2 separate regions of the Sus scrofa genome follow, and region 1 is linked to region 2. The links are chromatin contacts, called in public Hi-C maps. All regions are on one chromosome and are shown on one strand. The core of a region is the stretch at or near the end of the contact, and the rest is flanking DNA. Distances in the headings are between cores, read along the strand shown. Region 1 holds the start of ABRAXAS1 (BRCA1-A complex subunit Abraxas). Region 2 overlaps LOC106507813 (a long non-coding RNA gene).

Region 1 (6,335 bases), core at 3,233-5,732, 110 kb before region 2:
AACTCCCGTGTGCCATGGGTATGGCCCTAAAAAGCAAAAAAAAAAAAAATATTTTAATAAATAAATAAACATCATGTAAGACGTGTCAAGATGAATATGGTGTTTCCTCTATTATTCCAAATTTCCACATCCCTCATGATTCAGGACGGAAGAGTGAAAGGCAATAGTCACCTCTGATGACACAGAAAGACATCAAGACAACACGAGTTCTTCTAGGCATCTCATCTTTACATATGTCCCTCGAGTCAAGATGCAAATCTTATCAGACAGCATGCACTGGACCACTGCAACAGTAATCACCTATCGCAGTTCCTGGGATGGGTCCTATTTGAGTCCCTTCCTTGGGGAGATCCTAGCCAGACTGTTAGGAATTTCATTAGGCATCTAAATCAAAGACATCAGTTTGACTACAGAGAATTTGTGACCCTTCATCTAGACGAGAAAACCCAATACCAAAATGCTGAAGAGTCTTTTCAGGTAAATATGTGAAGGCTACAGACATCTTTGTACCTGCAAATGCCATGTGTACGGAGAAAACTACATGAAGACACCATCTCAATAACCTCATATATATCTATCAAGTACTGATACTATACTATTACAGAAGTAATTCAGTCGGCCTTTTCCCCATGAAACTCCAGAAATTACGTAAGGTTTTCAATTACTTAAACCACTGAGTTTTTTCAGTTCTCATCTTCCAAATTTTCTCGAGCATGTTATGTGTCTGTCCAACCTGTTTTTTTTCTTGGTCTTGTTTACTGGTTCCTTTTGCGGCACCATCTTCCTGCCACTTAAATATCTGCAGGAGCTATTTCATCCTTGTTTCCTCCTCAGTAATCTTAATTCACTTCCTATGTCTCATACTGTTTCTTCCTTTAGACTAGGGTATAGCCATCATTTTAACTGAGAAATGAGTGCAACATATTTTTTTTAAAACTTGCTTTTAAAAATTCATATCTATCTCAACAATTTAAAAAGTAATTTATGATGATCCGTTTTAGCATAAACTATCAAAATAGGAGATAAATAAGTGACTCACCAATTGTATAAATAACTTCAACATCATCCATTTGGGAATCAGTTATGCTGTTCTTAGCTTCACCTTTCACCTCCCCAAGGAGAAAACCTTCCTATGAGGATAAAAATAAGAATCAGATATGGAATACACTGATAGAATTACCAGCCACTTAACAAACCAGTATTTCCCGAGTATTTTACACTATGTACAAGTGTGTGCTACCAGCTGGAGGACACACGAAAGAAAGACAGGTGCGTTCCAGCTTGGTTAAAAAAACCCAAGTTGTAGAGACTGCAAACACCACTACATTTTGGCACTCCTGGAAGCATAAAAGGCTTAAAGCCAGAAATAAGCACACAATGTTTGCGGGGCAAGGAGCAGAGCAGTTAGCCTTAGAATAGAAGCCTCGAATTTGTGAGTTAGGAAATCATAAGCAGAAAAGAATAACCCAATAATGGACCCTCCTGAATGACTGGCCAGGCACTCTGGATTAAGAGCACCTGCTTCTGGAAGCCAGTGAAGGCTTCTGAACTATGAAGAGATACAGGGGTGGGTTTTTATTTTCATTTCAAAAAAAATTTTATTTTTTTTTTTCAGCAGCATCTGTAGCATATGGAAGTTCCTGAGGCAGGGAATGAATCCAAGCCACAGCTGCGACCTACACCACAGCTGTAGAAACTCCACATCCTTAACCCACTGGGCCAGGCTAGGGAACTGAACCCAGACAGCCACAGAGCAATGCTGGATTATTAACCTGCTGCACCACAGCAGGAACCTAAGAGTGAATTTTTAGATTAAAAATTGTGCACAATATTCAAGAGTTGCAGAGTCTGCCTTCTAAAATGGTAGCTGTGAGCTCTGATTCTTGTTACAATATAGACATTTTGCCACAACGTCAGTGATTTCTTTGAGTTTTAGAGAATTCAGTTATTTCTCTCAGCATTTAGAGACCCAGTGTGGTTGACAGTAAATTTTTAATCTTTTTTTTTTTTTTTTTGTCTTTTTTCTAGGGCCAATCCTGAGGCATATGGAGGTTCCCAGGCTAGAGGTCTAATCGGAGCTGTAGCCACTGGCCGACGCCAGAGCCACAGCAACGCAGGATCCCAGCCGCATCTGCGACCTACACCACAGCTCACGGCAACGCCGGATCCTTAACCCACTGAGCGAGGGCAGGGATGGAACCCGCAACCTCATGGTTCCTAGTCGGATTCGTTAACCACTGAGCCACGACGGGAACTCCAACTTTTAATCTTTATAATTACTTTAGAATGCTTTAAAAAAAAAGTTTCATTCGCAGAAGAGCACAAAAGGAATGTTTCCACAACATCAGTCTTTACTAGGATCGAAGGGGGACAATCCAGACCTCTACACTCTAACAGTGTTTTAAACAAATCCCTGGACAGGAGACAATGTTTTAAGAACAACCATCTAGAAAACCACCTTTCAAAGATTTCAGGAAAAAGATCTAAGAAACAAAGCCTTCTCTAACATTTAGTACTAAGCATTTTGGGATTGCTAATCCTTTAAACTACAGACTAAGAGACCCATTCTCTTTATAGTTACACTAAGCCACTCCAAAATAACTTCCACAACCACATACTTTTTTTTTTTTTAAATGGGCCGCACCTGCAGTGTATGTAGGTTCCCAGGGTAGGGGTCGAATTGGAGCTGCAGCCCCTGGCCTACACCACAGCTCACGGCACTGCCAGATCCTTAACCCACTGAGTGAGGCTAGGGGTCAAACCTGTGTCCTTATGGATACTGGTCAGATTCGGTTCCACTGAGTTATGGTGGGAACTCCCACATACATTTTAAATTATCCTGTGTTTGCTCTTTGCTAGGTGTTAATGTACAAGATTATTTAAAATTACATACATGGAAATGATCAATTCCAACCCATTTTGGGTAAGACAGCCCTTTATTATAAAAACGAAGGGCACAAAGAAATGACCAGCTTTGTTCAGTATGAGACTCTCTAAACTGTATCAGCCAATTACTAAGCACTCACTCTAAGACACTACTCAGGCTCAAAGTTTCAGTCTAAAATTTCATAAAAGGAGCTCCTATCCTGGCTCAGTGGAAACAAATCTGACTAGTACCCATGAGTGCGAAGGTTCCATCCCTCGCCTCACTTAGTGGTTAAGGATCCAGCATCACCATGAGCTGTGGTGCAGGTCGCAGACCAGCGAGGATCCCGTGTTGTTGTGACTGTGGCGTAGGCCAGGAGCTACAGATCCGTTTTGACCCTAGCGTGGGAGCCTCCAAACGTCAAGGGTGCAGCCCTAAAAAAAAAAAGAAAAAAAAAAAGATAGAAAAATGTAAAAACAAAAGCTTTAAAAAATAAGCACTGTGGTTTTTTTGTTTTGTTTTGTTTTTGTCTTTTTGATATTTCTTGGGCCGCTCCCGCGGCATATGGAGGTTCCCAGGCTAGGGGTCTAATCGGAGCCGTAGCCACCGGCCTACGCCAGAGCCACAGCAATGCGGGGTCCCAGCCGCGTCTGCAACCTACACCACAGCTCATGGCAACGCCGCATCCTTAACCCACTGAGCAAGGGCAGAGATCAAACCCGCAACCTCATGGTTCCTAGTCGGATTCGTTAACCACCGCGCCACGACGGGAACTCCCAGCACTGTGTTTTTAAAAAGTCCTTCACTACTTCATCCAGAGGTTTTGAACGGGCAAAAGGAATAAGCATTTAAATACCTAATATGTGAAGACAAACTTAAATACTTAAATTTTAACGGAAAGCATCTCACAAGGAACTAGCTGAGGCCTCACAATATAACACATTTGCTATCAATGCCAACAAAAGTCAAAGATACCCTCTAAGCACGTTAATCTTTTTCATCTAAGACTTCTCCCCAAATAGCCACTGGATGCACCGCTTCTCATTCCCTTACCCGCCGACCCTTTCAACAAACGTGCACAGTAGCTGTTCTGCAGGAAAAAAACAAGAGTGGTGGGAAAACCCCTGGGGGTCTTAGGAGAGCGTTAACCCGCACCCTTCCCGGCGGGGCACAGGACCCCCGCGACCTCTCTCTTCCTCCTCCACCGAGTGAGTCCCGACAAGGCGAGCTGCGGCAGGAGAGCAAGGGGGCGTGCGGGACGCTGCGGTCGGGCGCGGAAATGAACGCCGGCGACCAGAGGAAGGGTCAGAGGGCGGGCGGCAGCTCCGGGGCCGCCCAGGGGCTGAGAGGGCGGCTCGGGGGGCAGAGGGCCGGCCCGTCGCCGTCGTCGGGGAGCCCGCGGGCGGGACCCGGGCCAAGGCGGCCACGAGGGGCCCGCGCGCAGGGCCTCTTCCGAGGCGACTGCAGCTCCCGCCCCGCCGCTCGGCTCACCGTGTCCGAGTCGGTGTTGAGGTGCTGGAAGGCGAGAGCGCCGAGCACAAAACCAGAGAGCACCGCCGACGTGCTCTCCCCCTCCATGTTGCCGCCGCCGCCGCCGCGCTGCTCAAGGGGGCGGGGCGGAGGCGGGGCCTGAAGAGCGGGGGCCGCGGCCGCGCGACAATGGGGCGGGGCCAGCCGAGGGGGCGGGGCCTGCGCCCGCGCACTGGCGAGGGCGCGGGCGAGGCGGCGCGGGCGCCCTCTGGTGGGTGAGGCGCTGCGCAGCGCTGCGACGAGCCTTCAGGCGTCGGGGCGTCTCCGCCCAGGGCGACGGCCAGCGCTTCGGCGGTTCGCTGCCCCCTGAGGGAGCCTGTCATATATACAAAACGGAAAAAGGGAACAGTGCTGGCAGCATAGAAGCGTTGTTTAGTGACATAATATCACGGTGGAAATGCCACTTTGTGGTTTTCCAAGTGCCAGATGCTCCCCTTCACCCGTAGAAACTTCTGGAATACTAACGACGGCCTCGGAGGACGGCGCTTCCGGAGCCTCCCGTGATGTCCACCCCGCCGAGCGCAGGCGGGGAGCGCGTTTCTGTGAGTGTTTTCCTGCTTTTAGAGAATTGACTCACGGACTTGTTGACGGAAGAACACGCAGATGGTTAACCTCGTTCTGACGGTTTAATGTTGGGTGTAAAGACTGTTCCCGCTCCCAGGGTGAAAGCGTGGAGGGAGTGGGGGACCGAGGCTTGGCCATTTCCCACACACGATTCTAAAGTACGGATGTTATTTTGTTTTTATTTGCTTTTTAGGGCCTCGCGCACGCGTACGGAAGTCCCCAGGCTCCGGGTTGAATCCGAGCTGCAGCTGCCGGCCGACGCCACAGCCACAGCGGTGAGGGTCCTTAACCCACCGGGCAGGGCCGCTCGGCTGCTAGGCAGGTTCGTCGCTGCTGAGCCATAGCAGGAGCTCCCAAACCTGTGGTTTGCTTTTTTTTTTTTTTTGTCTTTTTGCCTTTTCTAGGGCCGCTCCTGCGGCATATGGAGGTTCCCAGGCTAGGGGTCAGATAGGAGCTGTAGCCGCCGGCCTACACCACGGCCACAGCAACTCGGGATGGAGCTGCATCTGCGACCTACCCCACAGCTCACCGCAACGCTGGATCCTTAACCCACTGAGCAAGGCCAGGGGTTGAACCTGCAACCTCATGTTCCTAGTCGGATTCGTTAACCGCTGCACCAGGATGGGAACTCCCCAAACCTGTGGTTTTTAAACGAAAGTCAGCAAACTATCAGACTAACCCGAACTGCTGCTGAATTGGATTAATATCAGACCACTAAAGTGAATTAATAGTGCATACTTCTGAGTTTTGTTGTGCAGCAGCCATATTTGACTAACACGTTGAAGACATACGTATAGTGTTAAAAATTATGTATTTATTCCCAAAAAGTGTTTCTTGCTGTCATTTCTGCAAAAATTCTATTAATATGAAAAGATTGTCATGTAATTTGTATTTTGCAGATAGTAATGATCTAGAGTTCCCTGACGGCTCAGTGAGTTAAGGATCTGGGATTGTCACTGCTGGGGCTTGGGTCACTGCTGTTATGGGGCTTCATCCCTATCCCAGGAATCTTCTGAGTGCTGTGGGTGTGACAAAAAAAAGAAAGAAAGAAAAACTATACTAATGATCTAAAGGATTAAAAAATAAAATGTAATGTATTCCAGGCCACCAGAAGTAAATTCTCACATAAAAGGGCAAATGATTTTTAACGTGGTTGCCAAGGCCATTCACTAGGGAAAGGACAGGCTTTTCAACAAATGTAAAAGAATGAAGTTGGACCCTTACCTTACAAAATCAATCAGCTCAAAATAGATGAAAGACCTAAATGTAAGATCTAAAGCTGTGAAACTCCTGGAAGGTAGCATGAAGAAAAGCTTCATGACATTGAATTTGGCAGTGATTTCTTCCATGTGACACCAATGACATAGACAGAAAA
Region 2 (6,058 bases), core at 2,558-5,057:
GGCTGAGGCTTATTCCCTAAAAGAAAGAAATGGAGAGAGTTCCCGTCACGGCTCAGCAGAAACGAGTCTAGCATCCATGAGGTGATGTCGGAAAGATAACACCGGAATCCAGGTTCCTGTTCACGGCAGCGGGAGAATGAACTCCTCGAACACACAGGCAGCAAGCAAGCAAGGTTTTCATTAAAGGAAAGCAGACAGCTCCCAGGGTTGCTGGGGCGGGGGGGGGGGGTAAGCCCCCCTTCTCTGTTGTCCCACAGAGGTTTTTATCTCTTAAAGGTCGGGAGAGGCACCAACGTGGGGTCCAGAAAGATGTGGTTTTCTCCTCCTGGCCTTATTCAATTACCTATATCAGTCCTTGTCCAGTAGGGCTTTTGGGGTTGGAAACATCCTGAAAGTTCTATGGGTTTTTTGTTTATTTGTTTGCTTTGTCCTTTCTCCATTCCTCTCATTCCTTTTCTATCAGTGGAGGAGTGGGCTAGGGATTCGCATTTTCTATAGTAAACAAAGCCTTGGGGAATGTGCATTTCCTATAATGAAACAAGGCCTGTGGCGATGTTACTCCTTAGAGCCCTTAAGCCACAAATGTTAATCAATGGCCGTCTTAAAGAAGGCATGGAAGTCCACGCTCCTTCACCGACTACCTGAGTTACTGTTCTGCCTCAAGGGCAGCTTCGATCTCTGGCCTCACTCAGTGGGTAAGGATCTGGCGTTGCCATGAGCTGTGGTGTAGGTCGCAGACACGGCTCGGGTCTGACGTGGCTGCAGCTGCGATTCTGCCTCCATAAGCCGTGGGTGCAAGCCTGAAAAGACAGACAAAAGCAAAAAGACAAGAAACGGAGGACACAGGAAGGCCTGTGTGCCTAGGAGATGAGCCCCGTTACAGGCTTGGAGCAGACTGAGAGCCAGCTAGGGACTTGGGGAAGCCTTGGACGTGGGCGGAGGGCCTAGATGACGTGTGTGGCGTGGTGACCACGGAAGGTGGGGAGGGACTGGACATTTGCACTGGCAGTGGGGACTGTGAAGCAAAGACAGAGGATGAACTGTACGCGGCAGAACCAGCCTGAGAGCGGAGAGAGCAAGAAGGGCTGGCAGACCGCATTCCTGGGGACACCAGGACCACAGACACTATGGCTTAGTCTGGAGACAGACCAAGTGCTAGGAATGGCCTGTGTTACATGCTGTACGTGTTGAGACCCAGTGGGACACTTTGGGGTCTTGGGGAGGGGGGAGCAGGGACACATACCATCCCCCCTCTTCCTCATGTCCTCTGCCATTTATTTATTTGTTTATTTATAGATTTATTTATTTATTTATTTGTGTCTTTTTAGGGCCGTACCTGTGGCACATAGAGGTTCCCAGGCTAGGGGTCGAATGGGAGCTGTAGCTGCCGGCTGGCCTGCAGCATGGCCACAGCAATGCCAGATCTGAACCTCATCTGTGATCTATGCAGTTGTAGCTCTGATTGGACCCCTAGCCTGGGAACCTCCATATGCCACCGGTGTGGCTCTAAAAAGACAAAAAAAAAACCAAAAACAAACCCAAAACAACCCCCCCCACCCCCGCACCTCCCAAAGTCCCTTTAGTTGTCAGGCTGCTGGACTTGGAGCGAGGGGAGAAAAAAAAAACATGAACTATTAGGAAATGATTCCGAAATAATACTTTATTAGCAATAAAAACACTGTCTTTTTCTATGCGTGTAGGCACCTTTGCCTTATGCTCCCTTAGTTGACTCAGGCGAATCAGGCTTCTTACAGACGCAGAAGAAAAGACTCAGATTTCTAAACTGAAGCTCTTTCTAACACTATTTTGAGCAGGAAAGATAGTGCCTAGAGGTCGGTTTGTGTGAACCCAGGGTGAGGAAACGGGGAGGAGGTAGGTCCTTCTAGACGGAATGTCAATTAAAACCGCACAGTCAGTCGAATGAAGGAAAGCAGTGATGGCTTCAACATGTCACTTGGGTCTGGCTTTACAAGCTTGGGTGACGGCCACGTGGAGTCCCACTTTCCTTCCAATATCGTCACTATTGTTGGTCAAAAGTTCTGGGAGGAAAACTCCGGAGCTCAGACCCATCACTCAGATCCTTTGAGAGTATCAGGCTTCATTTTGCTACTGTACACGGCACACTTTAGGACCCGACGGAATCTACACTAGGTTTACAAGTGCGAAGGGACCTCTCCTTTTCTTTGGGTAGCAGACGCATCCCCCTGGAATGGATCCTGGGTGGGCCTGTCAATTAACGTGCCCCTCCTCCAAGAAAAGGTTGATCACATGACCCACTCTAGGCCAATCAGATTCCCTCTCTGAAGTTGGAATCGGGACTGGTGTGTTTGCACAGACTGAATTGGGTCCTTTTTTTTTTTTTTTTGGTCTCCTTGCCATTTCTTGGGCCGCTCCCTGCGGCATATGGAGGCTCCCAGGCTAGGGGTCCAATCGGAGCTGTAGCCACCGGCCTACGCCAGAGCCACAGCAACGCGGGATCCGATCCGCACCTACACCGCAGCTCACGGCAACGCCGGATCGCCAACCCACTGAGCAAGCGCAGGGACCGAACCCGCAACCTCATGGTTCTTAGGTTCTTAGTCGGATTCGTCAACCACTGCGCCACGACGGGAACTCCCTGAATTGGTTCCTTTGAGGGCGGCATCTTGAGCGGAATCTGTTCATTATTTCCTGCTACCAAGATGCTCACAGCGCCCTGTTTCCTCCTCAAGGCCTGATCCTTCTTTGGAATCCTGTCTTTGCATTCTACCACATGTCCTTCTAAAACATTGCTTTTGGTTTAAGTCACCCAGAGGTAATTTTTGTTCCTTTAGTCTAAATAGCTCTACCAGGTACAGCAGTAGTACCATGCTGCTTGGTATTTTCTTTCTTTTGGGCAGTCTTCATATCCTATGTAAATACTAAAGTACATTTGCTTGTTTGTAGAGAAAAAGCCCTTTTTCGACTGAACGCAAACTGGAGTCAGATTCAACAGGTAATAAAAAGTGTGGAAAATCTGGAGTTCCCTTGGTAGCTCAGAGGTTAACAAACCCCACTAGAATCCTCAAGGATGCAGGTTCAATCTCTGGCTTTGCTCAGTGGGTTAAGGATCTGGCATTGCTGTGAGCTCTGGTGTAGGTTGCAGATGCAGCTCGGATCCTGCGTTGCTGTGGCTGTGGTGTTTGCTGGCAGCTGTAGCCTGAGAACCTCCATGTGCTGCAGGTGTGGCCCTAAAAAGCGGAAAAAAAAAAAAAAAATGTGAAGGAGTTCTTGTGGCTCAGTGGTTAATGAATCTGACTAGCATCTGTGTGGACGCGTGTTTGACCCCTGGCCTTGCTCAGTGGGTTAAGGATCTGGTGTTGCCGTGAGCTGTGATGTATGTCCCAGACTCAGCTCGGATACCGAGTTGCTGTGGCTGGGATGTAGGCTGGCAGCTGTAGTTCTGACTGGACCCCTAGCCTAGGAACCTCCATATGCCCAGGGTGCGGCCCTAAAAAGAAAAAAAGTAAAAGTGTAGGAAATCTGACCGAGATCACCAGGAGACAATAGATAGGTAGGAGAGAAAACGCAGGTGGGTTAAAAAGCTTAATTGACCAAAAGCACTTTGGAGGGTGGAGATCAGGTTAAGTTTGATCCATCTGTGGCCAGGAGAGTTTAGGGAGAACTCTAGTTGGGACAGGAATAGATGCAGAACTTCTTAGCCTCTTCCTGGGGCAGAGGAGTGTGTGTGCTGGAAATGGGTTAAAGGTACTGGTACAGATCCTAGGCTCCCTGTGTAAGGCTTTTCTCCCAACCTGGATTGACTGGACTCTGGAATTGTTCTGTGTACTTGCCCTGTTTATCAGGGTACAGATTGTGTCCTGATAAATAATTGCACCTGTTTAATGGTAACTCTCTGTATTCAGGAAAGTGACTTCAATTTGTGACACTCATTTGTTTATTCATTCAATAAGTATTTATTGAGTGCTGAGTACCTAGTGGTACAGAATAGTTTCAGTTCCTGCCCTGGAGATAGTAACTGTAGAGAGGGAGAACAGTATCAAGAAAATAATTAAACAGAAACCTGTCATCACAAATTGTGCCAAGTCCTAAAATTACAGGCTGCAATCAGGATATAACTGGCGATGCTGTTTTACTATCCAAGGAGGGGCAATGGAGCAAGATTTTGTTCCCATAAAGAGGGTTCACAAACTCTTATGCTGGTGGTAGGACCTTTGCATTTTATCCAAGAGGCTTTGTCTTTCATTTTTGTGAACTCACATTAAAATATAATACAGACTCTGTAAGATGGAGTATATTTTTGTGTTGACTTGTGTGTAATAGGTTGTAACTGAAAACTGAAGGCAAGCTTTCTTGGGCCAATTGGTGAACACTAAATCTAGTTTAGAGACAGGGATATAAATTAATTTTTAAGAGAAAATGATTTAAGTATAATATTATGTTGTGTCTGACGGTGCAGAAAGAACGGATAACCAGGCTAATTCATGAGCACCTAATAGGGCTTTGGCGATCTAAACTGTCATACCACGTGTTGATGTAGCTGAATTCCCTAAACATATCTGTTATCCTGAAAGAAAAGACGAAATCTCCCCTTTTTAACATTTGTTCAATATTTTGGTCCTTTGACCATTTGCTGAAGACCATTAAGTGCAAGATACTCTGTGAGGTATACTGTAACTACCAGAATGCACATGGAACCATCTAGAATGGCACAATTTTGCAACATAGTGGAATCGACAGGGGGCATAAATAAGACGTTAGACTGGCAATCATCCTGCGTGGCTAGTTGAGAAGCAGCCTTTGAAAGAATGCTTTAGGCGCCATCTGGTGGTCAGCATTAGGAATGCATTGACTTCAACTCACCTTCCACTTGCCAGATTGTTTAAAAAGTTTATCAGAAAAAAAACCCCCAAAACCTCGTAAAAGGTATTCCTGCTGTGGTGCGGTGGGTTAAGGATCCAGCGTTGCCATAGCTGTGGCATAGATTGCAGCTGCATCTGGGATTCCATCCCTGGCCTGGGAACTTCCATATGCTGTGGGTGTGGCCAAAAAAAAAAAAAGTTTATGAGAAAGATTTGTGGAATATTTGGACTTGAAAACTCTCCCCATAGAAATAATATCATAAAGGGAGGTCACATTATCTGGCTAGGGCAAAACCCTGGTATATTCACCAGGTCTCCTTTCTGTCACACAGGCGACTGAAACCCATTTCAAATAAGCTTAAGCAAGAAAAGGTGTGTCCCTCAGACTGAGAAGGTTGCTGAAGGAGCACAGCCTTGGAGGCTCCATCCAGGACCCCATGTCACCAGGCCCAGGCCCTCTGTATCCATTTCTGTTTGGTTTTATCCTCTCTTGCCTCAGGGGATGAGCAGAGATCCAGCTTTCAAATCATTTCTGCATTGTGACTCAGGGGCAAATAGAAGAGGCTCAAAGGAAGGACTCTGGCCTGATCTGGCTCCTGTACCACATCTTGCACCAATCGTTTGGTAACGGAGAACGGCTGGCTGGAGTCTGAGAGCACACCCTGTGGGTGGGGTGGAGGAGAAGGGACCGTCCTTCGGGTGTGTTACCATAGTGACAGGCCTGTGGGCATGCTGGCTGGGCCAACACACGAAGTAAAGGAGCAACTCGACCTGCTGCACCGCACTGCTGGGACGCCAGTACACATCCATCCCCGTTCCCTGTGCCTGCAATTCTGAAACGCCCCAAATGCTTTAACTTTCCTGAGTGCAACACAGCAGCACAAACTTACCCCCTCTTCAAAAGGAGGCAGCTCCCAGATGCACTTAATGAATGAATTTAACACCAAGCTTAGGATTTCTGGACAGTGTGCATTCTTCATAGTTCTAGAGAGAACGGCTACTCTTGGTTCAACAATCTATTCCATTAAGAAAAAAATCTTTCTTTTCTTTTTTTCTTTTTTTAGGTCTGCATCCACGGCATATGGAGGTTCCTAGGCTAGGGGTCCAATTGGAGCTGCAGCTGCCAGCCTACACTGCAGCCACAGCCACACCAGATCCGAGCCGAGTCTGTGACCTACACCAGATCCTTAACCCACTGAGCGAGGCCAGGGATCACA

Evidence for each region. A called contact is a pair of places that touch in the nucleus more often than the background predicts.
Region 1: a contact with region 2 is called in a Hi-C map of liver, with 5 times the contacts expected there. The contact joins the promoter of ABRAXAS1 here to the enhancer-like site in region 2. A contact is called at or near these places in 1 of 5 promoter capture datasets (liver), 32 of 47 Hi-C or Micro-C datasets (adipocytes, adipose tissue, alveolar macrophages and 17 more) and 2 of 2 datasets of contacts at active chromatin or transcription factors (alveolar macrophages and skeletal muscle).

The regions. Positions count from the first base shown.
Region 1 is chr8:135,000,444-135,006,778 of Sscrofa11.1, reverse strand. It overlaps ABRAXAS1 (BRCA1-A complex subunit Abraxas), which reads right to left and starts at 4,482. Exons shown (of 8, transcript XM_005656571.3): 1 at 4,358-4,482; 2 at 1,040-1,130. The coding sequence starts at 4,444. It overlaps GPAT3 (glycerol-3-phosphate acyltransferase 3), which reads left to right and starts at 4,639. Exons shown (of 13, transcript XM_003129347.5): 1 at 4,639-4,938.
Region 2 is chr8:134,886,755-134,892,812 of Sscrofa11.1, reverse strand. All of the region lies in intron 1 of LOC106507813 (a long non-coding RNA gene), which reads left to right. Among named protein-coding and RNA genes, the nearest start is that of GPAT3, 110 kb to the left of the region's middle. Within about 2 kb of position 3,807, at least 5 of the 83 cell types and tissues checked have an H3K27ac peak or open chromatin away from gene starts, as enhancers often do. A contact at or near this core is called in adipose tissue, fetal skeletal muscle and liver, where this site is marked.